Linked DNA regions of Sus scrofa: regions 1, 2, 4, 5 and 6 are each linked to region 3. The links are chromatin contacts, called in public HiChIP or PLAC-seq maps. All regions are on one chromosome and are shown on one strand. The core of a region is the stretch at or near the end of the contact, and the rest is flanking DNA. Distances in the headings are between cores, read along the strand shown. Region 1 overlaps LOC102158473 (a long non-coding RNA gene). Region 2 has its middle 41 kb from the start of TOMM20. Region 3 has its middle 190 kb from the start of TOMM20. Region 4 overlaps LOC102158473 (a long non-coding RNA gene). Region 5 holds the start of IRF2BP2 (interferon regulatory factor 2-binding protein 2). Region 6 has its middle 92 kb from the start of IRF2BP2.

Region 1 (3,960 bases), core at 11-2,510, 170 kb after region 3:
ACCTCAGGATTATTTTAGATGCTTCCTTCTCCTTCCTGCCTCATAATCAGTTGCCTCCTAATCATCTCCTAAATCTGCTATCTCTTGTCATCCTGCCCCTGATCTTTGCAGTCTAGCTGACCCATCTACAAGCTTAGTCCTGGCCTCACCCCCGCCCCCCCCAAGCTGTGAGTAGTAGCAATTTTAGGCAAGAGCCCCAGCTTCCGCTTCACTGGTCTCAGCTCTCTGCTTCCTGATTTCTGCTTTGTGTACCCCCCCACCAACACCAGCCCCTGCCGCCCCCACTTGAGTTTTCCATTTCTGGCCACTCAGGCTCCCCTGGTTTTAGATTTCCAGGTGCTTTTCCACAGTGACTCTCCACCTGGCTTCTACTTCTGGTGTGAGGTATCAAGTCACACCTACTGTCGCCTGGGTAACATCTTGGTCCATTTCTCCTCCTGTGGAGCCTACCAGCCAAGCCGGCCTTGGGTCTCTCACCTCTGTGCTGTCACAGTAACGTTATTCTCTGCATGCCTGTTCTTTCACTGGACTGTAAGTCCCCTTGAGGACAAGAAGGGGCCATTATTTCCTTGCCTCTGAGTTTCGTTCCAGGCACAGCGTAGGATTAGGAAAATGGAAAGAATGTGGTATATACAGGAAACATTTAAGAATGATTCAAGGCAATCCATGTCCTGGAGAAGGACAGGGAGGGAGGGGCTGCTGTGGACTGAGTCAGTCTAGGAAGCTGGATCCCAAGCTGAATGCAGACATTGTAATTATATGCCCTAAAAACAGGAAAGTGCTGCTTACGCTGATGAAGTCTATCTTTGAACTCCGCCCAGTGCCCTGAATTCTCCACTTACTCTGTTACCTTTTCTTAACCCAGCTGGGATGACTAGGGCCTGTAAGGCCAAGAAGGCTGTCATGAGAGGTGTGGCCCAGCCAATAAGGGGCCAGAGGCCAGCAGCTTCCTGCGTGTTAGCGCCAGGAGTGTGGGAGGCCGTCTTCTGTTTACTTGGGGACCTTGGGACCTTGGGGCTTCGCTTGGCCCCAGAGGAGCTCAGAAGTGTGCATCACTCCTCTGAAGACACATCCAGGGAGTGTTTGATTGTGACTTCTCCCTAGAGCCGGCCTCCAGCCAAATGTGAATAGCCCTTGTAGAATCCTGGCTGGTGCTCAAGGCCTTCTTGGGTTTTTCCAAAGAAGTGTCCTGGGCCTTCTCATTGGTTTCTCCATTTACTGTTTCCTGTCATGCTATCATGTGATTGGAAGTGCTGTCCTTAAGGCTGTGTCCCTTTGGTACCATGAGCTCAAGCTCTGCTCCCGCCTAGCCTCACCCCTAGCCAATCCCTTTGGCTGAAAGATCCCTGGACTTCCCTGCAGCATCAGCCTGGACTGCGGTTTTCCCTAAGACCCTCTGCTAAGCTGTGCATTACAGGTCGGGGAGGGCCCTGTTTGGATCTGGCTCATTCTGAAGGAACTCCGGCCCTTAAGAAGGAGGGGGGGTCATGCTGGCCATCTTCTCAGTTGAGTTTTGGCAGCCTGGCCCTTCTTCATCACCAGTCCCTTCTTCCTTTGGACCACTCCACTTGCCCAGCTGCTGCAAGTCCCAGATGTTCCAGAAGAGCTGCTAGGAGCTGAGAGTTTGTGTGGGCAGAGAGACACGGGCCAATCCCACCACAAGCAGTCTAAAAAAATGGTGCCCAAGGGAAAGCATGTCTTGACTTTGGCCCTCTTCCACATGGGTCTGTCCCCTCAAAGATGCGTGTGCCCCCTGGATTTCACTGAATTCTTAAGCTTGCCGCAGAGGTATTTATAGCCCAAGAAAGTTGCTCAATGGTCTTATTCATGGCCTGCATGCAAGCTCTCACGAAACCCTCTGCTGGATTCCTTGGTTCCTGGAAAGCCTGGGTGAATTTCACGCAAAAATCATTTGAGCATATAGTCGCATATTAACGTGCGTGTTCAGAAGCCAAAATCCAAGTCGTAATAGGGTTGCTCACACTTTGGGATTTCCAAACCTAAAAGAAGGCTCTTTAAAAAGAAAGAAAGAGGGAGTTCCCTAGCAGCCTAGTGGTTAAGGATGTAGAGTTGTCACTGCTGTGGCTCAGGTTCGATCCCTGGCCAGGAAACTTCTGCATGCCATGGGCCAGACCAAAAAACCAACCAACAAATAAATAAAAAGGAAGAAAGAAAAAAAAAAACAATGAGACAAACACATAAATAACAGAAAACATTCTAAGATTCTCAAAAGCTTCTGTGTCTATATTCAATGCATATCCAGGTAAGTGCTTTCTTTCCTTGCCTGACCCAACCTTGTCTTCAGCAATAGACAGATTAGATGGAGAGAGAGATCCAAAGGGAAAAAAAAAAAAATCGCAGTCTTGCTCTCCTTAGAGTAGTTCATCACGTTATGGAGAACAGCCCAGCTTTTTCACATATACTGAACTTGCTAGGTGATGGCTTGGAATTTGTACCCTCTCAGTTGATACAGTCACCAATCACCCTGAGTGAATCCTGGAGACATCAGTCCCTTGGCAAATGTTCCGGGGATAATGCAATTCATTAATGTGCCACTGGGCCGGCTGCTATGTTAAGCCAACCCGGGCCAGGTCACCTTGAAGAATTTTCATGGCTTTTCCGCAGTCTGGCAGCAGAGCCTGTCCTGACCCGTCTTCTTCAAGCCTGTGGACTTGGAGCTGCCCGCCTAGTATGGAGGGGTCCAGAGCCTCGTTCTTCGTCCTGGTTCTGTGCCCCTCAGCCATCTTTCAGTCCCCCCTGCTCCCAGGCTGCTTTCCAGCTGCATCAACAGGGGTTCCCCCCAAGAACCAGTCTTAGATCATCTATACATGGCTGGGCCTGCAAATCTTGACAAAGCACTTTCTATAAGCCACATGAGCGGGGGCAAAAATAACAATAATAAATAATGCCTCTGAGTCATCCATTAACCTCTGCGATGCCGCCTCCATGTCAGCTGTCATTTGCTAACAGTGTCACCCAGAATCCCTGACTAGGCCAGACAAGCTTTGGCATGTTCCCTCCCCAGCAGCGCTGAGCAGCCTCTCCTCCCTGCCCATCTGTCCTCTTCTGCCGGGCCGGGCCTGTTTCTTTCATGACTGCTCTGAGCTGGGCCCACCTGATTCTCACTTCCATGTCCATGAAAGTTTCCATATCCTCTGTTCCCCTCCGGTCTTGCCTGCAAACCACAGTGTTCCCTGCTTGATGATGCGCTGCTTTGCTAGCCTGCCTTAGGAGACTTCTGTGCCCTGGATTTTTCCAAAGTCTCTGGGTGGGGTGTGTCTTGAGAAACCTCCACCCACCAGGGCCATGGGGCTCCGCCCACCAGGGGCGTTGCTGCAGAACCCAATGGGCCCGTGCCTCCCTTTTCCCACCTGGCTTTGCTCTTGCTTAGCTTGACTCTCAAGGCTTATCGGGACGTTCTTCTCTCTCTAGGGCCTGGACCAGAACAGCCTTGGTAATGAACACACATCAGCAACTCACCTACAAATGGTGGCAAGGTCTTCCTCTCCGGGAGGCCTTGCATTTTAGTGAGCTGAGCACATCAAGCCAAACGCAGGCCTCATTTGCAGCCTCTGGTCAAAACCACCAGTCTGGTCCAGAGCATCATTTCATCCTGCAGCTTCTGGTCTTGCTCTGGTTCTCGGCCATCTTGAAGCATAAACAGGGAAGGAGGGGCCACGTCTGCAGAGTGCCACTCACTTCTCATGTGGTTCCTCAGCCTCTGGGCTCAGAGGCCCCCAAAGCATTTCTTCTCTCATTTTATGAATTGTGTACCACACGGCATTTGGTCACCCAGCGTGAACCCGGCCCATGGGGTGCTGAGGCTCCCACAGGGTTGAGATCATGGTCACTGGGCCTTCTATACCTGAGGGGAAGTTGTGGGGTGTGGGCAGGGAGCTGTGGGCCCCTAGGGAGGGTGTGGGAGGGTCTCCACAAATGCAGTGACATTTGCTGTGAGTT
Region 2 (4,462 bases), core at 1,815-4,314, 150 kb before region 3:
AAAAAAAAAAAAAATCTAATCACTTACATGTGGAATCTAAAAAGTGATGCAAATGAACTTATTTACAGGACAAAAATGGACTCCTAGACATAGAAAACAAACTTATGGTTACTAAAGGGGAAGGTGGGGGGAGGGGTAAATTAGGAGTTTGGGATGAACAGATACACATTACTGCACATAAAGTACATAAACAACAAGGACCCACTGTGTAGCACAGGGAAATATATTCAATATTCTATAATAACCTACGATGGAAAAGAATCTGAAAAAGAATATATGTATAGTCTGAATCACTGCTGTACACCTGAAACTAACATAACATTGTAAATCAACTATATTTCAATAATGATTTTTAAAAAATCTAGGAGTTCTTGTCGTGGCACAGTGGAAATAAAGCTGACTAGGAACCACGAGGATGTAGGTTCAATTCCTGGTCTTGCTCAGTGGGTTAAGGATCTGGCATTGCTGTGAGCTGTGGTGTAGGATGGCAGCTGCAGCTCCAATTGGACTCCTAGCCTGGGAACCTCCATATTGCACAGGTGCAGCCCTAAAAAGCAAATTAAATAAATAAATAAATAAAAATATGTAAAAAACAAAAGAAAAAATCTAAAATGTGGTTTTCCATCCACTGAATTGATTTCAGGGTCCCCCATTAGGTTGCAACCCTGAGTTTGACAAATGCACATATGCCTTGAAAGCCTTTTCTCAAAGACAACCTGTGACTTCTTGGTCTGTTGTGGAGTAAGGCACAGAACTTCTCTAATGTAAGGTTTAATTTAGGAAATACCCACTTAAAATTATGATTTCTTCAAATTCTACGAGCTGTAAGTTCGTACTGAAGGGATTTTTGCAGCTCTGATTTGAACCCTAGCCTGGGAACTTCTATATACCACATGTGTATCCCTAAAAAAGCAAAAAGCAAAAAAAAAAAAAAAAAAAAAAAAAGAACCACTTGTGGAGTTCCAAGGTGAAATGATTTCTTTTCTTTTTCTTTTTAGGGCCACACCTGCAGCACGTGAAAGGTCCCAGGCTAGGGGTTGAACAGGAGCTGTAGCCACCAACCTATGCCACAGCCACAGCAACATGGCGTCCAAGCCACATCTGCCACCTACATCACAGCTCACCACAACGTGGATCCTTAACCCACTGAGCGAGCCTAGGGATTGAACTCGCATCCTCATGGACACTGTGTGTTGCGTTCTTAATCTGTCGAGCCACAATGGGAACTCCAAAATACATTTCTTTTTCTTTTTTTTTTCCTTTTGGCCCTCCTGTGGCATATGGAGTTCCGGGCCAGGGATCACATCTGAGCCACAGTTTCGACCTAAGCCGCAGCTGAGACACTGTCAGATCTCTAACCCACTGTGCCGGGCCGGGGATGGAACCTGCGTCCCAACGCCCCCAAGACGCCGCCAATTCAGTTGTGCAACAGTGTAAACTCCTCCGTTGGCATTATTATGGGTTTACTTGAGGCACTATCTTCCCCAGTTTTTTGTAGACCCTTCCAGGGAGACGTATTTGGCTGCCGGGAGAGGCCGGCCGCTGTCAATCAACAGGGCGCCCTTTGCAAAGCCAGGATGCCTCCCCTCGCGGGGTCAGCTGGGGCTGTCCAGAGACTCTGCCTTGCACCTGCTCGCATGGCCACTAGATGGCACTGTTAGAACTGGAGAAAAGAGGCTGCTTCCCCTGAAACCGTTTTCCCCGTTCTAATCCTCTCCAAACTGTCATTTCCACCCATCTCCTTCCAAACAGAACAGAACGGAATCCTTTCATAGCCTGTTCCAGGGGCTATGCCCCCCACCCCGTCCATTCCTGGCTGCGTGCAAAAAGATTAGTGGCCCCCTCTGCCCTCTTTCCTGCCTTCATGCTGCCAATCCTTGCATCCTATTTTCGTATCTTTATCATTCTGTGTGTTGTGGGGGCCTCTAGGGTTCGGGGCAAATTATGGGAGGAGAAAGGGCAGTGAAAAACTTCTAAGGAAATGGGGACCTAAGAGAGAAAGCAGAAGTGCCTGCATTCCTTCTGGCCGCATGACTTGTGTTCCAGAAGAAAGAAGAAACCAGTGCTGCGTGCAAGGAGGCTGCGTGGAGAGGGGTCACTGGAGGTGGGGGCGGGGGGGGGGAAGGGAGGAATGTGCAGAGCGCAGGAAACGGGCTCCCGGGTGGCGGAATCTTGGCATCAGTTTGCGTGGCTTAAAGGCTTTCTGTTCTTGGCTTCCCAGCTGCCGCTGCGTCAAATCCCCCTGTACCGGGTCAAGGGTGGGAGGGGGCGTGGTCCTGGACGACACTCGCTTCATCCGCTGCTTTTGGCCTCTGGTTTTCAGCTCTGGCTGCCTCTTTCTCTGCTTGGGAGATGTGAATGCAGGGCAGACTAGAACATCAGGAGCTGGAGAGCTGAAAGCACAGCCGCCCGCCTCCCTTACACCCCGACCTCAGATTCCCCAGGCTGCCCACCACTGCCGCAGCTCCTTCTTCCAAAGGCAGGAGAAAAACGGCACCTCTTGGGAGGAATGCCCTGTGAGAAAAGCATTTTCCTGGGAGCTCCCATTGTGGCTCAGTGGGTTAAGAACCGGTTAGTATCCATGAGGATGCAGGTTCAATCCTTGGCCTCCATCAGTGGGTTAAAGATCTGGCATTGCTGTGAGCTGTGGTGTAGGTCACAGATGTGGCTCCAATCCTGAGTTGTTGTAGCTGTGGCATAGGCCGGCCGCCAAAGCTCTGATTCAACCCCTAGCCCAGAAACTTCCATGTGCTGCAGGTGCGGTCCGAAAAAAGAAAAAAAGAAAAAGAAAATAAAAAGGAAAGCATTTTCCCCTAACAATGGCCAGGAAATACTGTCTTAACTGATATTCTCTAGGATGAGGATGTGTGCTGCCCTCTTGGCAGAGCCATTTGAAGGTTTATTCAACCACTCAAACGCCCAGGAGACACAGTTCCCAACCTCCCAGAGGCCCACACAACACACACACACACACACACACACACACACACACACCACACACGCACGGGGTTGGCCAACCCTGACTTTGAATGGGGACTGGGCCAGCTCGCCCAGCCCGCCTGCAGGCAGGAGGTCACTCTGCTGACTCAGGCCCAGGCTGGGGCAGGTGCCTGCCTTCAACCCTTGAGTTACATCAGGCTTTTCATCTTCAAAGGGCCTTCCCCGGATTAACCCATTAGTCACCCCCAGGAAAGCCACGGAGCAGGTTATTCTCATCCTCATTAAGGCCGTGGTGGGGTGGGGGGAGGCGTGAGGCCCCGCCCCAGGCCAGGGAGAGCTTGGCGTTGGGTGCAGGGGGGCAGCGTCCCTGGGCGACGTCTCTGCTCGGTCAGGAGGCTGGAGCTCCTGACCAGGCAGCAGCAGGCAGAGCCATGGAGGGGCGAGGGGAGGAGGTTGGAGAGTCTCGGAGATGCAGGCACTTTGACACAGGCTCACCCACTGCGGCTCCACCATCTGCTCCAAGCAGTTCAGAACCCGATGATGTTGATGGGACTCCAACAACCCTACCTTCCAAGCCATCCAGGGATTCGAGAAAGGCGCCTTGGAACACTTCCTGCGTCTGCAGGAGGAGTTCCAATGAATAAAAATGATAAAGTACTGGTCACTAAAGCACCTTGCAGATCAAAAGTGTGATGTGGATGCTGAGAAGGGCGAGGCCCCACATCCCTCCAGGTCATGCTGTGCCGTGGGTTTGTCTTCCTGCTGGGGGAACGATGCAGAAGGTTAGAGAGTTTTAGGAGGTAAGTCTGTGCCCTGGTGACAGAATGAGGAGCAGAAGCACCTTCTGGAAGCCAGACAGCAGAGCAATCCTCTCAGTCAACCTTGTCTGCAGCTGCTTCTTATAAATTTGGCATAAATATGTGCTTGGGAACGCCAGGGCGGCGTATCTGGAAAATATTTTCTACCATTCGAAAACACACACACACACACACACACACACACACACACACACACACGCCTGGAAAGGAAAAAAAACCATAACAGAAATTGTGCATAATACAGAGTGGCTTCACTTGTGGTTTTTTTCCATTACTTCCTCAGTTCATTTTTCTGCTGCCAATTTTAGAAGGCCATAAGTCACAGTTGTTGTTAAACTTTGTCAGTTAAAATGTAACTCTAAGAACAAGTCATGAGACGTTGGAGCCAAGTGGCTTTTTGGAGAGCAGGGCTGGTGGGAGGCAGCCTGTCTCCGCTTCTCAGGTCTTCTGTGCTGTGTGTTAACAGTCGTGCCCATAAGGCAGTCCTGGCCCCCTCGGGCCCAAGTTCTGTCACCGCTCCCAAGGGCCACCTATCAGAGGAAATGAGGCTTTTCAGCGTTGGCTCTGTGTGACTCAGGGACACAATGCCCCCACACCAGTGCACCGCTTTTCTTTCTCTTAGAAGGGACTGGAGTCACTTTTCTCATACACGTCCACCCAGCAGAACCAGAAATCAGGAGGCAGGGAGTTCCTGTTGTGGCTCA
Region 3 (4,476 bases), core at 1,551-4,050:
AATGCTGGTTCCTGTCCCTCCTGGTCCTCCTTTGAGTTGGCAAATGCCCCCGGGCAACACCATCCCTCCACCTTTCAAGTGCATGCTTGTCTGCACAGACCCAAGTTTCCCACAGCAGGAGGGGAGGATCCTGAGCTGCAGTGTAATTTATGTGGACAACACTGTCTCTCTTTGTGGACAGGGTTGACTCAAGAGTCCACTTGTCACCTGATTCTCTCTCTGCCAGGCCAGCTCAGAGTCCGTGGCCTCTGTCAGTGCTTGGAGACCTGGAGTGCCTGTGACCTCAGATGCTCCCAGGGGGCCGGCTCATCCATGGGCAGCAGAGCTGAACTTTCTGTCCGTCTGCACACATTTGGCTTTGTCGGTACACAGCTTGCCTGATGCCCCTGCTTTGCGTGCATCTTCCTCCAGCCCCGCCCCCAAACCCTGTGCCTGCTCGGGGTCCCCAGAGGAGATGGAAAAGGAGGTGGGAAGGAGAACTTCCTGTCTCCCCGATCTTAGCTAAAAATCTCAGCTCCGCCAGTTACTAGCTGTGCAGTGGTAGGTGTGTCTGAGCTTCCTAGTCTGTAAAGCAGGGATCTTCATTCTTCCTTGGCAGGATGTGTTGTAAATATCAAAGGCAGTGAAGGGTTTGACACAGGCGAGGAATTTGATAATAATATCCTTCTTATTCAGAGCAGTGTTCTCATGCCCTTATATTGTTTTCCTTAAATAATTTGAACAATGGTTCTCAAACTCTGGCCTCTGGACCAGTAGCATCAACATCACCTGGAACTAGAGTTCCCGTCGTGGCGCAGTGGTTAACGAATCTGACTAGGAACCATGAGGTTGCAGGTTCGATCCCCGGCCTTGCTCAGTGGGTTAAGGATCCGGCGTTGCCGTGAGCTGTGCTGTAGGTCACAGACGTGGCTCAGATCCCGCGTTGCTGTGGCTGTGGTATAGGCCAGCGGCTACAGCTCTGATTCCACCCCTAGCCTGGGAACCTCCATATGCCACAGGTGCAGCCCTCAAAAAACAAAAAACAAACAAACAAAAGACAAAAACAAAATCACCTGGAATTTGTCAGAGATGCACATTCTCAGGCCCTGCAGTTGAGGGGTCAGGGGTGGGGTGGGGCTCATGATCTGTTCTCACAAGCCCCCTGCCCCCCACTTCCCCGAGGGAATTCTGATGCACAGTAGAGCTGGAGATCCTCTGAATTAGAGTATCTTTCAGAACCGCTTGTGTTTCAAGGTCATTTCTTTGGCCTGTTTGATACGCTTGCTTGTGATTTGGGAGAGATTACTCTCAAGGACCGTCGAGGCTTGGCTGACACCTGTGAGTTGGGATGCGAGAAAGGGCCAGGGGAGTGCCATCCTCCTCCTCGTGTAGATGAGGGTCTTTGATCCACAGATCAAGCTTCTGGGCCTTGCTTTTCATCCCCAAAACACACACACACACCACACACACACACACACACACACACACACACACACGCCTCCCACCCCAAGGAGGGCTGTTCTCCATTCCCTGGGCATCGGAAGAGTGCAGACGGACCCTGAGCCTTTCTATTCCCTGCCAGGCCAAGTAAAGCTTCTCTCATCTTGGATCTTGTGGAAGATCCAGCCAGAGCCTGGTGAAGAGGGGCTCCCTGATGACCAGATATGCTCCAGGAATGAATTCCGCGTACCGTGCCACCAGGGCAGCCAGGCCAGCACTGCGCCTGAGCCCAGACAGCGTTCTGAGTACCATATGGAGGCTGTGATGGTGGGGAAACCTGATGCCTTGGTGTTGCCGTGTTCTGACCAGCCGTCTTCCAAAGAATGTGAGCTTGCTTTCATGTGGTTTGTTGTCAGCCTGCTCACAGAATTATTGAAGGAGGGCGCATCCAGGCAACACATGGCACTTGACTTTGAGGTCTATGAGCAGCTGCCCTTCCTGAGGGCCTACTGGGTGCCAGTCACTCCACAAGAAGCATGAAGTGTTTAGAGACTGGAATGGCCTCTGTTCTGAGAGCAAAACACTTCAAACAACTGCCCAGAATTTTGCAAATATCCAGGTACTTGGCGTTTTAAATGAACTTGGCATCAGTGTGAGTCTTTGACATTTCACCTCTCTTTTTGAAGGTACCGTGATTTCAGAGTGAGGCCAATCTGGCTTTGCTTTTGGCTCTGCCACTCATTAGCTCTGTGACTTAGGGAACCTCCCTGAGCCTCAGTTCCCTTTTATCTTCAGTGGCGATAAGAGTCCTTGCAGAGCTATTGGGGAGATGACAAGAGATCCACCATGTCTGGCACATGGTCCCTGAGCTGAAGTTGTTATTTTGGGGTTTGCCTCTGGGCAAAGCATTGGAAAGATAATATATCTCATTCATGGAAAAAGAACTTTGACGTAAGTGTTCCAAAATGTTAATGGATGAAAGATGAAAAGTTTTCACGACTAGAAAGGAGAAATCCTTCCAGCAATGTTTGGGTTTCTGGTTTCACCGTATCTCACAACATACCCCATGGTGATTTCCATACGGCAGTCCTTCTGGACCCCAGGTGAGGGACATGTGCCCACAGCTGGACCCTTGAACCATCGTCCAGCCTGTCAGCCAGCCGAGGAGCTGACTCAAGGCGCCGAGCCTGGCCGCCGTTTCCTCTGTGACATGTTTGTCTGGATCACTGACTGACACCGCTGGGAGCTTTGGCCCGCTGAGCAAAGAGTTCTAAGAACTACTTCTTGACTTTTTACTGTGATCTCATAGGTCAGGTCACTTTGGGGTGGAGCGTGTTGTCCAGATGAAAGGACGTGAGAGACAATGTCCAGAGAGTTTCACGGGCTCTGCAACAGAAAGGCGTTGGTGCAGAGCGACTCTGCCGAGGCTGACGGCTCAGACCCAGGCCTGGCCGAGGGGGGCTGTTTGTAATTCCTGAGGGCCCTCAGCAAATCAGGCGCTTTGAACGCGGAGATGGGAATTAGGCAAAAAGAATGGAATGGGCGACTCTTAAATATTAACAGAACAGCCCAATAAACTTGTCAAACCTTTGATTTATTTATTTTTCTTGTCTTTTTAGGGCTGTACCTGCAGCATATGGAGGTTCCCAGGCTGGGGGTGGAATCGGAGCTGTAGCCACCGGCCTACACCAGAGCCACAGCAACATGGGATCCGAGCCATGTCTGCGACCTACACCACAGCTCACGACAACGCCGGATCCTTAACCCACTGAGTGAGGCCAGGGATCACCTGGAGGCCTCATGGATACTAGTTGGGTTCATTACCCCTGAGCCACAATGGGAACTCCACCCAAGACTTTTGTAAAGACCCATGGAGGCTTCTAGAAGATCATAGAAGCCTATAAGCCCCTCCTTCCACCATGCACTTAAGGACTGTGTCTGCTCCATACAGGACCTTTGACCTCTCAGATGTAGAAACAGAACAAAGGCTTGAACATAACGCGGAAATATTTACCCCTTTGGAGTAATTGTGCGTGCCTTTATTTTGGCCTTGCTGAAAAGAGCAATATCATGTTTAGAAAAGAACATTTGCAAAGAAGAAAGACCTGGAACAAACCACAGCCTTCCTGAGTTGTTGACAGCTATTATTCAGTGGAAACCAAAAAATATTGCAGCATTGTTTTAACACGAACATTGGAAGTGGCTTCCTTCCAGGGCTTGGCTGATGTAGGTACCTGGGATCCGCAGCCAGAGCCTTCTGGGCTGTTTTGACTTTTTCCCCGATGGTGCTTGTTGATGCAGCTGTGGAAGAGTCTGGTGTGTATCCTGAATCTGCAATTGCTTCCTTCGATGGGAGTCAAATGTTTCCAGGGTCTGTCACTGTGTCTTCCTGAAGTGCTGCCTGCACCATTTCCAGGGTTTTCGCTGTGTTGGGGAAAAGCAATCTTTTCACTGTGGAGAAGCTTCTCGAGGTTTCTCAGAATCAGAGCGGTAGGTGTGGCCAGCAGATAGATTTTAGTGAACCAGGGAAATAGGAAGCTAGGAGGAATCTGGAGGCATTTAAGAGAAATTGAAGAATTCCTCTTCCAGGAAGGAGTATTCTTCTCTATCATCAGTTTTCTTCTAAAACCGGGCAACATGCAACTGGCCTATTTTGAGCTCTCGATGTCGTGTCACGGACCTGCACACCCAGCCTTGAAGCTGACTCACCCTGTGCCCTGCTGAGGTCATTTCATGTCTCGTTTTTCCCACCAATAATGGGGTTAATAACACCTGCCCCCAGTTTGTGAGACTCCAATGAAAAAAACATATGCGAAAGTGATTAGAAATCATAAAGCACTTTCCAAGTGAAAAGCAAGCCACGAGCCTTGGGGTGAGCCTCCTGCCCACCCACTCTGGAAGGGGGGACCCAGAGGTGAGCCCGGGTGTGTCGAACTCCTCAACCCCCTGCCTGTGACTCATCTCTGATGCATATTATCATTTCTCTGTGACAGATGACAAAAATGACTGGGGAAAGTGCAGTTTGGGAGGCCTGGCGGGGAGGCGCTATAAGAGGAG
Region 4 (4,475 bases), core at 1,768-4,267, 210 kb after region 3:
ACTGTGAACCATTTCTGGTGAATATTTTAACACTTGCCAAAGATTTGACCATTTCTGGCTTTCCCACCGACAGGCGTCGCAACAGGAAATAGGAAAGGGGGGGTGGTCCAGCATGTGTGCTGAAAATGTTCACAGGTGCTATTTGCACATGACTTGCCATCAAACGGGGGTAAACACTGCTTCGTTTCTATTGGTAAAATTTTAACACAAGATAAACTTGCTGACTGCAAAGGGTACCACATGACTGCTGTGTGCATGATAGCTAATATAAACAGTCAGGGTACCAGAGGCCTCCTGGGGTCCAGGGACCAGTGCGTGGATCTTTCTGGAAGGCCAGCCAGCCACAATCTGCTCTGGGTCCCAATCCACACAGGAAGGAACAGGCCAGGGGGGTAAAGTAGGAGCTTCGCACGGTTGAATGTGATGGTGTTTGGTGACTAACTGCTCCTAACCCCTGACTTTGAGTACTCACTACACTTTCTGCCAGGAAAGCCTGAAGCCATGGCCACTGTCTAGATTATGTTTTTGACCAACAGAATCCTAAACAGAAATGGCCAGCCATGGAAATGCATCTTGTAAACCAATCGGGAAAGGAAGAAAGTGTCTCCAGTAGGGAGATGGCACCTGAGATTTCTGAGGATATTATTTCTCTGTGATCAAAAATTGCCTTGGATATATTGAGAATACTTTTATGAGCATAAAAATGACTGAAGGAGACTTGAAATATTTTTCTCTCATGTCAGTTCAATCCACAGAGCTATTAAAATTTTCAGAACTTCAGGGCACTGAAGACATATATTATCTGAATATAAGCATTTGGTTAACTGATAACCAACCTGGTACAACTGGTTAGTGGGTAGGTTGCTAACACTTTCTATGTTTTCTATTTACACAGAACTGAGTTTTTGCATCACCTCACTTATCCAGAAAACAGTTTAGAAACAAGACATTCTAAAAATTAAAACAAAACTTGAGAAATAATTTTCTTACACATATACTTTTCTCGTAGGAGAAATGGCCCTTAGGCCCAGACTCAAAAAGTAGTCATGTTTATTGTACACACAGCCCTAATCATTGTGATTTTCTCAAGTTCATGCCCAGAGTACTTTAGAAATAGAAAATGAGAAGTAGGGAGAGGGTTTCCTATAGACAGGCATATTAGCAAGAAGTAACTGCTGACACCCTAAAGAAGGGAGGAAATAGAAAAGTGTAAAAAGCAGACAGAAGAATTCTAGAAGGCCCAGTAACGTAGGGCCTCCTAGTATGTCTGCATATATACCCATCTACCTCCACTGCCTAAGCACACGACTTTATTATACAATAATATCAGAACGGGTTCTCATTATGACAATGTCAGGACCAAGAAAAGAAAAAAAGATGTTAAATAAAGCCTCCAGACTCTTTCAGAAAGCTGGAGAGGTTGAATTGCCTTTTTGGGGGGCAGCACCTGCATCATATGGAGGTTCCCAGGCTAGGGGTCTAATGGGAGCTGTTGCGACGAGCTTACACCACAGTTACAGCAATGCGGGATCTGCGACCTACACCACAGCTCAGGGCAACACCAGATCCTTAACCCACCAAGCGAGGCTAGGGATGGAACCTGCAACCTCATGGTTCCTAGTCGCGTTCGTTTCCACTGCGCCACGACGGGAACTCCTGAATTACACGTTAGAAAGTTTTCTGCTCAAAATGTCTTTCCTTTCCTTTCTTTTCCCTTCCTTTTCTTCCTTCACTCCTCATTCTTTTGCTTTGAACGTCAAGCTCTCAATGGCCCAGAACCCCACTCTCTAGAACGGTTACTTTCTCAAAGAGAGATGGGATTTCACGGTGGCCATGCTAATAGGTGCCATATATAGATGTGTGATTATTACATATTGTGTGATTAGTATTAGTTCATATCCTTTAAAAGTCGTCTCATAGTTGTTCTATTTCTGAACAGTTGAACCATTGTTAAAGATACTTTTACTTGGAAAGAGAAGAAACAAAGCAAAACACGAATGGAGGGGCTAGGTTGGAATGAACATCACCTTACTAGTGCAGCGGGAGGAGGGCTTACTTAAGGAACACACAAAATTTCACTGTCTCGCTGGTTTGTACTTTCAGCCCAGCTCACAGACAGACCTCCACAACGGCTCACTGCCACCAGAGCTTTTCTTTCAACTGATGAAAAACTGAAAGAAAAAGCTAAGTCTCCTCCCCATGTGATATAGAAGAGATGTTGGCACATTCGCATTTTCATAAGGAAAAACAAGTTGAACTGCGGCAACTCTGGAAGTCAGTCTCATCAACTGCACCCTCCTTTCGCACACGGCAGACTCCTGCGCGCACCCACACTCCTTACGTGGGAACCTCGTCATGTATGGAACGTGTAATATCTGTCAGCGCTGCCCTTTAATGAGCGATTCCTATGAGCCAGGCAGGGGGTCAGAGGGCAACATGCCCCCTGCCTCCCGTGAGGAAACTGAGGCTTGAGAAGTTTAAGCACATGTTTTTAAAAACATGAAGCTCACAAAAAATAGAGATGGCATTTTATTTATTTATTTATTTTTGCTTTTTAGGGCTGCACCTGCAGCATATAGAAGTGCCCAGGCTAGGGGTCAAATCTGAGCTGCAGCTGCCAGCCTACACCTCGGCTACAGCAATGTGGCATCCTTAGCCCACTGAGTGAGGCCAGGGATCGAATCTGCATCCTTATGGGTACTAGTCAGCTTCATAACTAGCTGAGCCACAACGGGAACTCCTTCCCCCTTCACCCCATCCCAAAGTCACTTCTTAACCCACTGGGCCAGGAAATCTCCCAGCGAGGCTTAAATGTTTATCTCTGCCAATGACTCTCATTTTCCCAAGAGCAGGGAGGGTTGGGAAAACAGCCACTTTACAGGTAAAGACCTGGGATGTGCAGTGTGATCACCAGGCACGCTGCTGCCATGTGAATGGGCACGTGGCCTCTCTGAGTGTCTGGGAAAGCCACATGCCAGGCCTGGGAAAGGCCACAGTGGGAAGAAGGCACATCCAGGGCGGGTGGCTTTTGCAGCAGAAACCACCTGCTTAGATGCCTCCCTGCCACTCAGAGGCTCTCTGCAACAGTGGGGAAATGTTGCCAGTCAGGCGCATGCTTTCCAGTGGCAGCTGCCCGTTAACAAACTATAGTGACCTTGGCAACACGTCCTGAACACAGGCCACCGGCGTCATACAGCAGTCCTCTGTGACGCAAGGGCACAGCCAGCCCTGACGACTGTTCAGGGACTGGGCAGGAGAATTCCAGGGCCCCTGCTTTTTCCTACTTTGAGATACTTAGAAGACGTAGATAAAGCAACTGGAAAACAGAAATGTGTAAACTGGAGAGAGAAAGGGAGAGGAGAAGGGATTGACTTTGGAAATCATCAGCCTGTCCAACTAACATACAGAGAAATATAACAACCATTGATCAAAGTATCAAGTTGTCAGCGCTTAAAGAGAAGGCTATGAAAGTCCAGAGCTGTACAGCTGTATAACAAACCAAGCCTCTTGGACTAACCGAACTTCCTTCCGAGACAAAACAACAGAAAATGAGGCATCCAGGAGATCATGATGGGAACTTGCAAAAACTTTGCCCCATGCTTCAGTGAGGCTGGGCGAGCAGGTGAGCCTGGGTCTTACACACTTGGGCAAGGCTTAGATTCCTTGGCAGTTTGCTTGGGCAAATGTGCCCAACCTTTAGGCATGTCTCATTCCTCAGTGATATGTGACATTCACGAGTACCCATAACAGGATCTTCTTGCCATCATTGTCCAGACAAGATGGGCATGATTTCATTTTGGGCATGCATTCAATGGCCAGCACATAAAAGGGGGTAGATAAGCATTGGTCGAGTGACTCACACGGGCTCTGTAAATATTCGTTCATTGACTGAGTCATCAATGAAATAGTATTTAATCATAATTCTCCAGCTCACTACATTAAAGCCAAAACTTGGTGTCCACGTTTCTTTTTCTTCTTTTTTCAATGGCTGCACCCATGGCATATGGAAGTTCCCAGGCCAGTGACTGAATCCAAGCTGCAGCAATGCTGGATTCTTTTAACCAAATGTAGCAGGCCAGGGATAGAACCCGAGCCTTCGAAGTGACCCAAGCCACTGCACTCAGGTTCCTAATCCACTGCACCATAGTAAGAACTCCTCGGTGTCCAGGTTTCTGACTTATGGAGAAAGAGTCTATCATTTTAAAGGAATATACATAAATATAAGAACCTTAAAATTAATATTTCTGACATTAAAAAGTAATACAGGCTCACTGTAGGAAAATCTTAAAATACTAGAAAATGTAAATAACCAGAAACAATCGCTTGTAACCTCATAATCCTGCCACGAGAGATAATGAGTTAACATTTTGGTGTAGTTCTTTTCAACCATTTTCTATACATATACATAGACAAACTTACACATTTAAAATTATAACTATGTGGACTATTTCATTGTGAATCTGCCTTTTTCAATG
Region 5 (3,938 bases), core at 509-3,008, 240 kb after region 3:
GCTCCTCCTCCCGATAAAAGTGTGAAACTCAAGTGCTCATTTCAGTCTGGGCAGAGTCTGTGGCGGCCTACAGTGGCAGAGCGCGGCCAGGCTCTGCGGCCACATCTCGCCTTCGCGCCAGGCGGGTTCGCACCCACCGGGGTTAAGCCCAACCCGGGCCTTGCCAGGGGCGCAAGGCTGCCACTGCCCCACCGCGGCGCCGGGGACGCCAGAGCAGCCAGCGGGGTAGCCGGTCGCTCGCCCCCACGGCGGGCGCGGGCCAAGCCCCGCTGCCGCTCGTGCCCGCGCCGCGCGCCACCTGGAGTCCAAGTTTGGCTCCGAGAGGCGGGGTCTGGAGCAGAGTCGCGGCGGGGGCGGAGCCTGCGCGGTGACGCGGCCGCGTTGGCCGCTGACCCCGGATCCCTGGAATGTGCATTCGTTCAATGGGGCCGCCAGTGCCAGCGGCGCCGAGTCACGTCCGCGCGGAGCGTGCGCACTCGGTGGCGGCGCACGCGGCCCCGCGCCCACGTCACGCGCCCGCCGCGCGGGCCTGCAGCAGGCGACCGGGATCCCCGCGTGGCCCGGCGGGCTGCGGACTGGGGAAGAGGGGGATCGGAACCTCCTCGGGCAGCGTACCCGCTCGCTCCCGGAAGGGCTCCGTAGAAGGGCGGGTGGACGCGGCCCTAGGCTTGGGCGCGCACCCTCCTGTTGTAAAAGTTTAGGGGACCGGCGGCGCGTGTGTCCTTCCCAAGACATGCGGGTGTAAAAGCACTCACCGAGGAGTTCAAATAAAGCTCCTTACAAAACTGTGAACAGCACTTGACTGAAAATCCCCATCCTCAAGATGCTACTAACAGAACCAGGTTACAGAGTGGCCTGGCTTTTCAAAACATGAGTTCTAGCACGGTTTGGCTCAAACAGCCCTAGACGAGAAGGAACTGCCTGAGCAGTCGAGGGAGCCGAGCGGGTGGAGGAAAGCAAGCCACACCAGCGACGGCTTCACGTCGGGGACACGAGCCGCGGCGCAGGCGGGTGGTGCTGACCCGCGGGCGGGCGCCGCGGAGCCGGCTCTCCCGGCAGCGCTCGTTCTCTGGCGGGGGGAGGGGGAGGGAGCGGGGGAGGGCGGGCGCGCGCGCGCGAGGGGAGGGGGCCCGCGCAGGCGCCTTGCGAGGCTGTCGAAGAATCAAGTCTGTAGAAGTGGAGCGGCCGCGGCGGCAGCAGCAGCAGCGACGGCGGCGGCGGAGCTGAGGCGGGCTGGGCGCTGAGGCGGGCGCTGGAGAGCGGCGACGCCAGGAGCTGTGAGAGAGCAGCGGAGCGACCCGGGCCCGTGCCGCGCCCGAGCTCCACGCCGCACGGCCGCCGCCGCCGCCGCCCCGGCGCGGCATGCCCCGCCGCTCGGGCTGAGCCTGCCCCGGCGGCCGCCCCCCGCCCCCCGCCCCCCCGGCCTCCCCGCCCCCCGCCCCGCACTCCGCGCCGGCCGCCGCCGCGACCTGCTGCGCTCCCCCGCGCCCGCGCGGCCCGTCTTCGCCCCGGTCTGGAGGCCCGCCGCGGCCCCGGCCGAGCCCCCGCCGCCGCCGCCGCCGCCGCGCCCGCCGCGCCGCGCCGCCCCGCCGCCCACCCGCGCCCGCGCCGGCCGGGGGGACGTGCTGCCGCGGCTGCAACCCCTCGCCCCGCGCCCGCCGCCCCTCGTGCACCGGGGGCGCTGCGCGGGCGCCGATCCTTCGCGGGCTTTGCCGCCGCCGCCGCCTTTGCGGCCGCCGCCGCCGCTGGTGGGGGAGACGCGGGGTTGGGGGGGGAGGAGGGCGCGCGTGGTGCCGGCGGGGAGCGGCGGCGCCCCCTCCTCCTCCTCCGGCGCCGCGGGCTCCTCGGACATGGCCGCGGCGGTGGCGGTGGCGGCCGCGTCCCGGCGGCAGTCGTGCTACCTGTGTGACCTGCCCCGCATGCCCTGGGCCATGATCTGGGACTTCACGGAGCCCGTGTGCCGCGGCTGCGTCAACTACGAGGGCGCCGACCGCGTCGAGTTCGTCATCGAGACGGCGCGGCAGCTCAAGCGGGCGCACGGCTGCTTCCCGGAGGGCCGCTCCCCGCCCGGCGCCGCGGCTCCGGCCGCCGCTAAGCCGCCGCCGCTCTCCGCCAAGGACCTTCTCCTGCAGCAGCAGCAGCAGCTCGGCCACGGCGGCCCCGAGGCCACCGCGCGCGCCCCGCAGGCCCTGGAGCGCTACCCTCTGGCAGCCGCCGCAGCCGAGCGGCCCCCGCGCCTCGGCTCCGATTTCAGCGGTAGCCGCCCGGCGGCCGGTCTGGCCCAGCCGCCAACGCCGCAGCCGCCGCCCGTGAACGGCATCCTGGTGCCCAACGGCTTCTCCAAGCTGGAGGAGCCGCCGGAGCTGAACCGCCAGAGCCCTAACCCGCGGCGCGGCCACGCCGTGCCTCCCACCCTGGTGCCGCTCATGAACGGCTCGACCACGCCGCTGCCCGCCGCTCTTGGCCTGGGCGGTCGCGCCGCCGCCTCACTGGCCGCCGTGTCCGGGGCCGCGGCTGCCGGGCTGGGCTCGGCGCAGCCGGCCGAACTGGGCGCCCACAAGCGGCCGGCGTCCGTGACGAGCAGCGCGTCGGCGGAGCACGAGCAGCGCGAGGCGGCAGCCAAGGAGAAGCAGCCGCCGCCGACCTCGCACCGCGGCCCGGCAGACAGCTTGACCACCGCGGCCGGGGCGGCCGAGCTGGGCACGGAGGGCGCGGGCAAGGGCCGCGGGCCCGGCGATCAGGACTGGGTCAACAGGCCCAAGACGGTTCGAGACACGCTGCTGGCGCTGCACCAGCACGGCCACTCGGGGCCCTTCGAGAGCAAGTTTAAGAAGGAGCCGGCCCTGACTGCAGGCAGGTTGTTGGGTTTCGAGGCCAACGGGGCCAACGGGTCTAAAGCAGGTAGGGGCGGCTGTGGAGTGAGGTGATCTCGGGGCGAAGAGGGGACGGAGAGCAGAGGAGGGGGTGCCCTTCCCATTCACCATTTCTCCCCCGGCCGGCCCAGAAACAACAAACACCCAACTTCCTGATTTGCCCGAGGCGGAACCAGTGCTTAGTGGCAACGTGTTCCTGTGCTGAAGTAGCACAACAGAGATGAGTCAGACCGGGCTGATAGGCACTGACACCGGGTTTTCCTTTCCCAGCACATTCTTGGAGGAGAGCAGGAGAGCACCAGTCACCTTTTAACCTGCTGGGGGACGTTAGCAGTCGTATGCCCGGTTTAGCCGGGCTACATGCTTGCGTGTGTCAGAATAGGCCGTTGTGTAGGAATCGTTTTCTGTGGCTTTTGTGTTTTTGAGTGGCATACTGCCTCAGCCCTGTAAGTTAAGTGTTTTAAGTTACACGTGCTCTTGAAAGCTCACGTGAGTTTTTATCTACCAGCTTTCAGAGAATAAAAATGCTTTAGCGAATTTTGTTTCATGTTAGTAAAAGGCCTTTCCGGTGCACCTTTATTTATTTTCTCTTTTCCCTTTTATTTCTCTTTTTCCAGTTGCAAGAACTGCAAGGAAAAGGAAGCCTTCACCAGAACCAGAAGGTGAAGTCGGGCCCCCTAAGATCAATGGAGAGGCACAGCCCTGGCTGTCCACATCCACTGAAGGGCTCAAGATCCCCATTACGCCTACATCCTCTTTTGTGTCTCCACCACCACCCACTGCCTCACCTCATTCCAACCGGACCACACCGCCTGAAGCGGCCCAGAACGGCCAGTCCCCCATGGCAGCCCTGATCTTAGTTGCAGACAATGCTGGAGGCAGTCATGCCTCTAAAGATGCCAATCAGGTGCACTCCACCACGAGGAGGAACAGCAGCAGTCCACCGTCTCCGTCCTCTATGAACCAAAGAAGGCTGGGCCCCAGAGAGGTAGGGGGCCAGGGGGCAGGCAGCACAGGAGGACTGGAGCCAGTGCACCCCGCCAGCCTCCCGGACTCCTCTCTGGC
Region 6 (4,537 bases), core at 410-2,909, 150 kb after region 3:
TTCTGAGTCACCAGTTAAGGCTAGGGGACAGGAGTTGCCCTTGTGGCTCAGCAGATTAAGAATCTGACTAGTATCCATGAGGGCACAAGTTTGATCCCCGGCCTTGTTCAGCAGGTGGAGAATCTCTGGTGTTGCCGTGAGGGGCGATGTAGGTTGCAGATGCAGCTCGGATCTGGCATTGCTGCATGGTGCTGTGGGTCGGCGGATGGAGCTCCGATTCGACCCCTAGCCTGGGAACTTCCATATGCTGCATGTGCAGCCCTGAAAAATAAAGGGAGAGGGGGGCTGCTGCGGTCCTCCTGCTGACTTCTCCCCTGATGCACCCTTGGCTCTTTCCTCCCTGACACCACCACTTCCAGCCCAGGACGGGGCAGTGAGCACGCACACTCCTGAGGGGCCATGACCCCTCTCAGAGGGCCCGCGTGGTCCATCAGAAGGAAACGTTTCACAGTGAGGCCGCTGCGGGCCTGGGAGAGCAGTCCCTGCCAGAGCCTGGCCTTCCTCCAACAAAACGGCCCGGTTCGCCCCTGCTGCAGAAACTTCTAGAACGAGAAGAGGCCCTTCCCAGCATCCTGCTGCACCCAGGGCTAGGAGTGTCAATTTATACAGTGAGGGGAGCCAGCAACCCAGACCCCGCTTCTACGTCACCTGCCAGCTCTCGGTCTGGAGACTTGCCTGTGGTCACCATGTGTCACCTCCCAGGAGATGTTCCACTTTCCAAGCAGGTGAGACAGGAACCCTGTTAAAAATAGCTGGCTGGACTCTTCACAGAGTCCCCCTTATAAAGCAAAACCACTGGCGCTCCTCCGTCCCTGGCCTCAGGTTCCCTCTGGGACTGGGTGGGCCTGGTTCCCGCTGCACTGAACCATCACCACCACCACCTCCCCCTGCCAGTACGCTCTGGTGTGGCACCCCAGCACAGTCCAGCCAGGAGTCACCGCTTGTCTGTGTCCCAGCCGCCCACAGGGCCCTTGGGCTGTGGCCACTGAGCAGCTTTTGCTCCCTGGGTTCACCTCGGTGACCGGGGGCCGCTGGGACGGTCCACACCCTCTCCCTGCCTTCCTGCTCCCTTTAGTGTTTGGCGGGCCAGGCTTTCTGGAGCTTTCTCAGAACTGTGGATGCATTCCCAGTGGAAATCATGACATTTTCCGTTTCACATTACGCACTCCACAATGCCTCAGGAAAAGAGAGAGAGAAAGAGAAGGAAAACAAGGCCTGGGAGCCAGCCCCTCTCTGTCAACAGCCGGGCCAGGCCCTCTCTGTTTATCCTGGAGTCACCTCCCGGAGCTTGACAGCCAGCGCTCCGTGTTTGCTCCTTCCGTCGGAGGACTGATGAATAGGTGACCTGCCTTTTCTATCTGCTCCTCTGCTCCCGTGGCACCTCTGGGCCCAGGCATGCCTCTCGACTTTGTTGTGTGTGGCTTTTTTTTTTTTTTTGAAACTTTACTTTCGACTGCCATGGTAACTGCTGCATGTTTGGCAAAGGGAAAGAGGAAAGAAAAAAAAAAAAAAAAAAAAAAAAGCTGGGAGAGAAGAAAAGGAGCTCTCAGCGCGGGGCTGGCGGCCGTCCAGGGTAATCATGCCGCAGAGCTGAAATGAGGCCTCTGGCGGGCAGCCAAGTTACAAAGAACAAAGCTGTCAGTTCCTAATGTTGACGGCAAAGCCTGCTTGGCACCCTTATATGGTTTCCCAGAACCCCCTGCCTTGGCCGCCATCCATTCCCTTCAGGGCAGCAAACAGGATTAGCCCAGCGCCGAGTTGTTTTTCTCCCTCTCCTCCAACTGTTCCAATGACATCATCCCCGCTGCATTCATTTGCCAGCAGGGTGGTTTTTCTCCCTCTCTCTCCACCTCCCGCCCTCCCTCGCTCCCTCCATCTCTCTCTCACACACACCTCCACTCCCACTTCCTTCCTGTGGCCGCTCCCCGCGCCTCTGCCTCGCTTTAAACGCAATGTTTTAGGTCATTCCCCTTGTCCGGCATCCCTGCAAAATTAAAAATGCCCTGGTGCTCGTACATTTCGCTGAATCAAGCCAGACGTTGTATTTTATTTTTATAACTGAATTCCTGTGAGATAAAAATCTCATTTTCCTTAGCAGGCTGTAATCAGCACTCGCAGGGCTGTGGTTTCCAACTGCCTCGTCTTGTGCTTCCTTATGAAGCTCCGCTGAGAAATGAATTTGGCTCCCATTCAGGTTTAAAGGGCCCGAGGCCGGTCATATGTTGCTCGTTCACACACACACACACACACACACACACACACACAAAATGTGTGCACAAAGACCATTGCACACGTGCGAGCACCTGCACACACACCCACAGCCACGCAAACAAAGGGTACAGAGATACCCACTGAGACAGACGGACACGCAATCAGCACCCAGGGTCACTCTTTTCCTTGCAAGCAGGAGACCAGGTGAGTAAGTAGAAGCCAAGAGCGTCTCCCCCGCCCCTCCCCCAAGGCTGGTTTCAACCAGCAGGCAGGCAAGCATTATGCAACTAACGGCTGGGTTCATGAAAGGAATGGAGGTTCTCCGACTGCACAAATGGGCCCCCGCCCCCCCACCTCACTCTGATTCATGAACTAGTTTTCAGATTCATGAATCACTCGGGAGCCAGCAAGAGAAAAATGAGTAGTATTGATCTCATGGCGATGGAAATGGACTCATTTATGGCCGTGCTGGGTGCGGACAGCTTTCCACCAGCAGACACTCGTCAGCGTCCAAGGGCTGCAGGAGGTGCCTCCACCTGGAGGGGGCAGGGATGCTTGAGGGCTTCTGAGGAGGCTCCCCTCCTCTGATTGTTTAATGGACATAGAGAGACCTACTGGGACATGGACTGTGGCTAGACGCCTCTGTTCTCCTTGGGTCGGTCAGTGGCCCTCTTTTGAGTATTTGCCACCTTTTTTCCTTTTTTTTGGTCCACTTTGAATGAAATCTTTTAAGAGGCATCTCAGAGCAAATTCTTTTCTGGATTTCTGGTGACTTCTCAAGGACTACCTAAAATAGAAATTCACCTTCTACTAGGTGAATTTAAGTTCAAGTTCAACTAGGATGTCTTGGGGTTTGCTTCTTTTGCAGCTTTAAGGCAAAGAGGTAGCTTTGACACTTTTCAGCCCCTTGCACGTTCTTCAGCAGAGAAGCCCTGGGGATACAGACTCTCTAGATTTGGAGTGATCCCATTTATGTCAGGAAAGGCCATCCTCCCACTGGACGAGTGTCATCATACAGATGGGGCTCCGGGATTTCACAAAATCATTCTTTTCCTGCCCAAATGGAGTGATGGTGCTCTGGACTGACTTGGGGAGGTGGGCACTGAGCTGGGGTCTGGTGGCATCACAGACAGGGCCCTCCAGTCCCTGGCAGGTTTGTGAAAGGGGACACTGCTTTCCAAATACTTTCGTTGGGCCCCTTGAGTTTCAACTCAACCACTTTCTCTCTTGACACATGCCCCTCAGCCCAGTCCTGCTCAGCTTGTTGGACTCACCTTCAGGGGTGGGGAAAGCTTCCTTTCCTCTCTAAAACGCTGCAGTTGAGACTGTCATGGGTAAGCAGATCATGATGGCGATTGGCTCTGATTTGCAGCTTTGAAATGGGATTTTGTGTGGTTTTCTGTTCCCAGGTCTCTCCAACCACCCCCACCCTCCCAGCTCTGGGAGATTTAAAACAACCAATTGGACATAGACTTTTCAGAAACTGAACAAATGTTGGCAGCCAACCACCAGAAAAGGATTCGATCCTGAGCTGCATCATTTTGGATCAGGGGTTTGGAAATTAGATTCTCGCCCATTGACTTCAGATGGACAGTCGCGCCATCCAATGCATTTAACTTGGCAGGGATTCTGCGTTGTGACCTTGCCCTCATTTATTTCTGCAGTGCCCAGAGAAAGCGGGAGCAGCCCCGAGAAGGCCGAAGAAGATGCATTTGTATGAATTTCAATAAGCTGTGGGTGCAGAGGTGGCAAGGGCGGCTTGGCATTTCATGAGGTCCGTGAGAAGGTGCCTTTCAGCTCTGAGCAGCCCCAGCTTTCTTGTGCTGAACCTGCAGCTAACTGGAGTCTCAGGCCTGCCGGGACACTGCGGGTTAAAATCACTCCCATGAATGTGCTGGCTGGCCTCGGAGCAAGCGGGGATAGTGGGTTGGCTCATGTTTTGCATTAACTCGTTGGCTTTTTTTCCACTGCAGCCTCACATTCTCTGATAAACTTGAGTTGCTAGGAAAGCTTTATGTAACACCCACTGGCCTCGGCTCCTCAGAGCAGCAAGTGTTCTGTTTCCAGAATTCCCCATAAACCTGGCAGCACATCAAAACCTCTGTTTCATAACAGACCAGAAATAGGATTTTCTAATAACATTCTGAGCACTGGACGGATGGTGCAGGGGTCTGGACTTTGATAAATCATTAATAGTTCACTAAACAGAGACCCCCATGATGCCCAGCCTGCTACCTCTGGGGCAACGGTGGGAGGTAGGGTCGGAAGAAGCCTGCGGTCTCTACATCCATGATCTGTTGGCTAGTGACCTGTGGTCCCTTGCAGA

Evidence for each region. HiChIP or PLAC-seq counts read pairs in DNA pulled down with a chosen protein or histone mark.
Region 1: an H3K27ac HiChIP or PLAC-seq map of skeletal muscle shows a contact between it and region 3, with 4 times the contacts expected there. The contact joins two enhancer-like sites. A contact is called at or near these places in 2 of 47 Hi-C or Micro-C datasets (embryonic fibroblasts and epiblast stem cells) and 2 of 2 datasets of contacts at active chromatin or transcription factors (alveolar macrophages and skeletal muscle).
Region 2: a contact with region 3 is called in an H3K27ac HiChIP or PLAC-seq map of skeletal muscle. The contact joins two enhancer-like sites. A contact is called at or near these places in 6 of 47 Hi-C or Micro-C datasets (embryonic fibroblasts, fetal liver, liver and 3 more) and 2 of 2 datasets of contacts at active chromatin or transcription factors (alveolar macrophages and skeletal muscle).
Region 4: a contact with region 3 is called in an H3K27ac HiChIP or PLAC-seq map of skeletal muscle. The contact joins two enhancer-like sites. A contact is called at or near these places in 2 of 2 datasets of contacts at active chromatin or transcription factors (alveolar macrophages and skeletal muscle).
Region 5: a contact with region 3 is called in an H3K27ac HiChIP or PLAC-seq map of skeletal muscle. The contact joins the promoter of IRF2BP2 here to the enhancer-like site in region 3. A contact is called at or near these places in 2 of 5 promoter capture datasets (fetal liver and liver), 4 of 47 Hi-C or Micro-C datasets (embryonic fibroblasts, fetal heart ventricle, heart right ventricle and 1 more) and 2 of 2 datasets of contacts at active chromatin or transcription factors (alveolar macrophages and skeletal muscle).
Region 6: an H3K27ac HiChIP or PLAC-seq map of skeletal muscle shows a contact between it and region 3. The contact joins two enhancer-like sites. A contact is called at or near these places in 3 of 47 Hi-C or Micro-C datasets (embryonic fibroblasts and skeletal muscle) and 2 of 2 datasets of contacts at active chromatin or transcription factors (alveolar macrophages and skeletal muscle).

What each region holds. Positions count from the first base shown.
Region 1 is chr14:56,475,146-56,479,105 of Sscrofa11.1, forward strand. It overlaps LOC102158473 (a long non-coding RNA gene), which reads right to left. Exons shown (of 7, transcript XR_002338950.1): 5 at 3,481-3,960. Among named protein-coding and RNA genes, the nearest start is that of IRF2BP2, 69 kb to the right of the region's middle. Within about 2 kb of position 1,261, at least 28 of the 83 cell types and tissues checked have an H3K27ac peak or open chromatin away from gene starts, as enhancers often do. A contact at or near this core is called in alveolar macrophages and skeletal muscle, where this site is marked.
Region 2 is chr14:56,152,172-56,156,633 of Sscrofa11.1, forward strand. No RefSeq gene overlaps it. Among named protein-coding and RNA genes, the nearest start is that of TOMM20, 41 kb to the left of the region's middle. Within about 2 kb of position 3,065, at least 54 of the 83 cell types and tissues checked have an H3K27ac peak or open chromatin away from gene starts, as enhancers often do. A contact at or near this core is called in alveolar macrophages, fetal liver and skeletal muscle, where this site is marked.
Region 3 is chr14:56,304,776-56,309,251 of Sscrofa11.1, forward strand. No RefSeq gene overlaps it. Among named protein-coding and RNA genes, the nearest start is that of TOMM20, 190 kb to the left of the region's middle. Within about 2 kb of position 2,801, at least 22 of the 83 cell types and tissues checked have an H3K27ac peak or open chromatin away from gene starts, as enhancers often do. A contact at or near this core is called in alveolar macrophages, fetal liver and skeletal muscle, where this site is marked.
Region 4 is chr14:56,513,849-56,518,323 of Sscrofa11.1, forward strand. The region is part of intron 1 of LOC102158473 (a long non-coding RNA gene); the gene reads right to left. It overlaps LOC110256878 (a long non-coding RNA gene), which reads left to right. Exons shown (of 3, transcript XR_002338951.1): 2 at 1-17; 3 at 2,104-2,538. Among named protein-coding and RNA genes, the nearest start is that of IRF2BP2, 30 kb to the right of the region's middle. Within about 2 kb of position 3,018, at least 10 of the 83 cell types and tissues checked have an H3K27ac peak or open chromatin away from gene starts, as enhancers often do. A contact at or near this core is called in skeletal muscle, where this site is marked.
Region 5 is chr14:56,544,034-56,547,971 of Sscrofa11.1, forward strand. It overlaps IRF2BP2 (interferon regulatory factor 2-binding protein 2), which reads left to right and starts at 1,759. Exons shown (of 2, transcript XM_021074288.1): 1 at 1,759-2,853; 2 at 3,491-3,938. The coding sequence starts at 1,851. LOC110256820 reads right to left here and starts at 1,852. Exons shown (of 2, transcript XM_021073692.1): 1 at 1,447-1,852; 2 at 979-1,385. The coding sequence starts at 1,852. The coding sequence ends at 979.
Region 6 is chr14:56,451,257-56,455,793 of Sscrofa11.1, forward strand. No RefSeq gene overlaps it. Among named protein-coding and RNA genes, the nearest start is that of IRF2BP2, 92 kb to the right of the region's middle. Within about 2 kb of position 1,660, at least 76 of the 83 cell types and tissues checked have an H3K27ac peak or open chromatin away from gene starts, as enhancers often do. A contact at or near this core is called in alveolar macrophages and skeletal muscle, where this site is marked.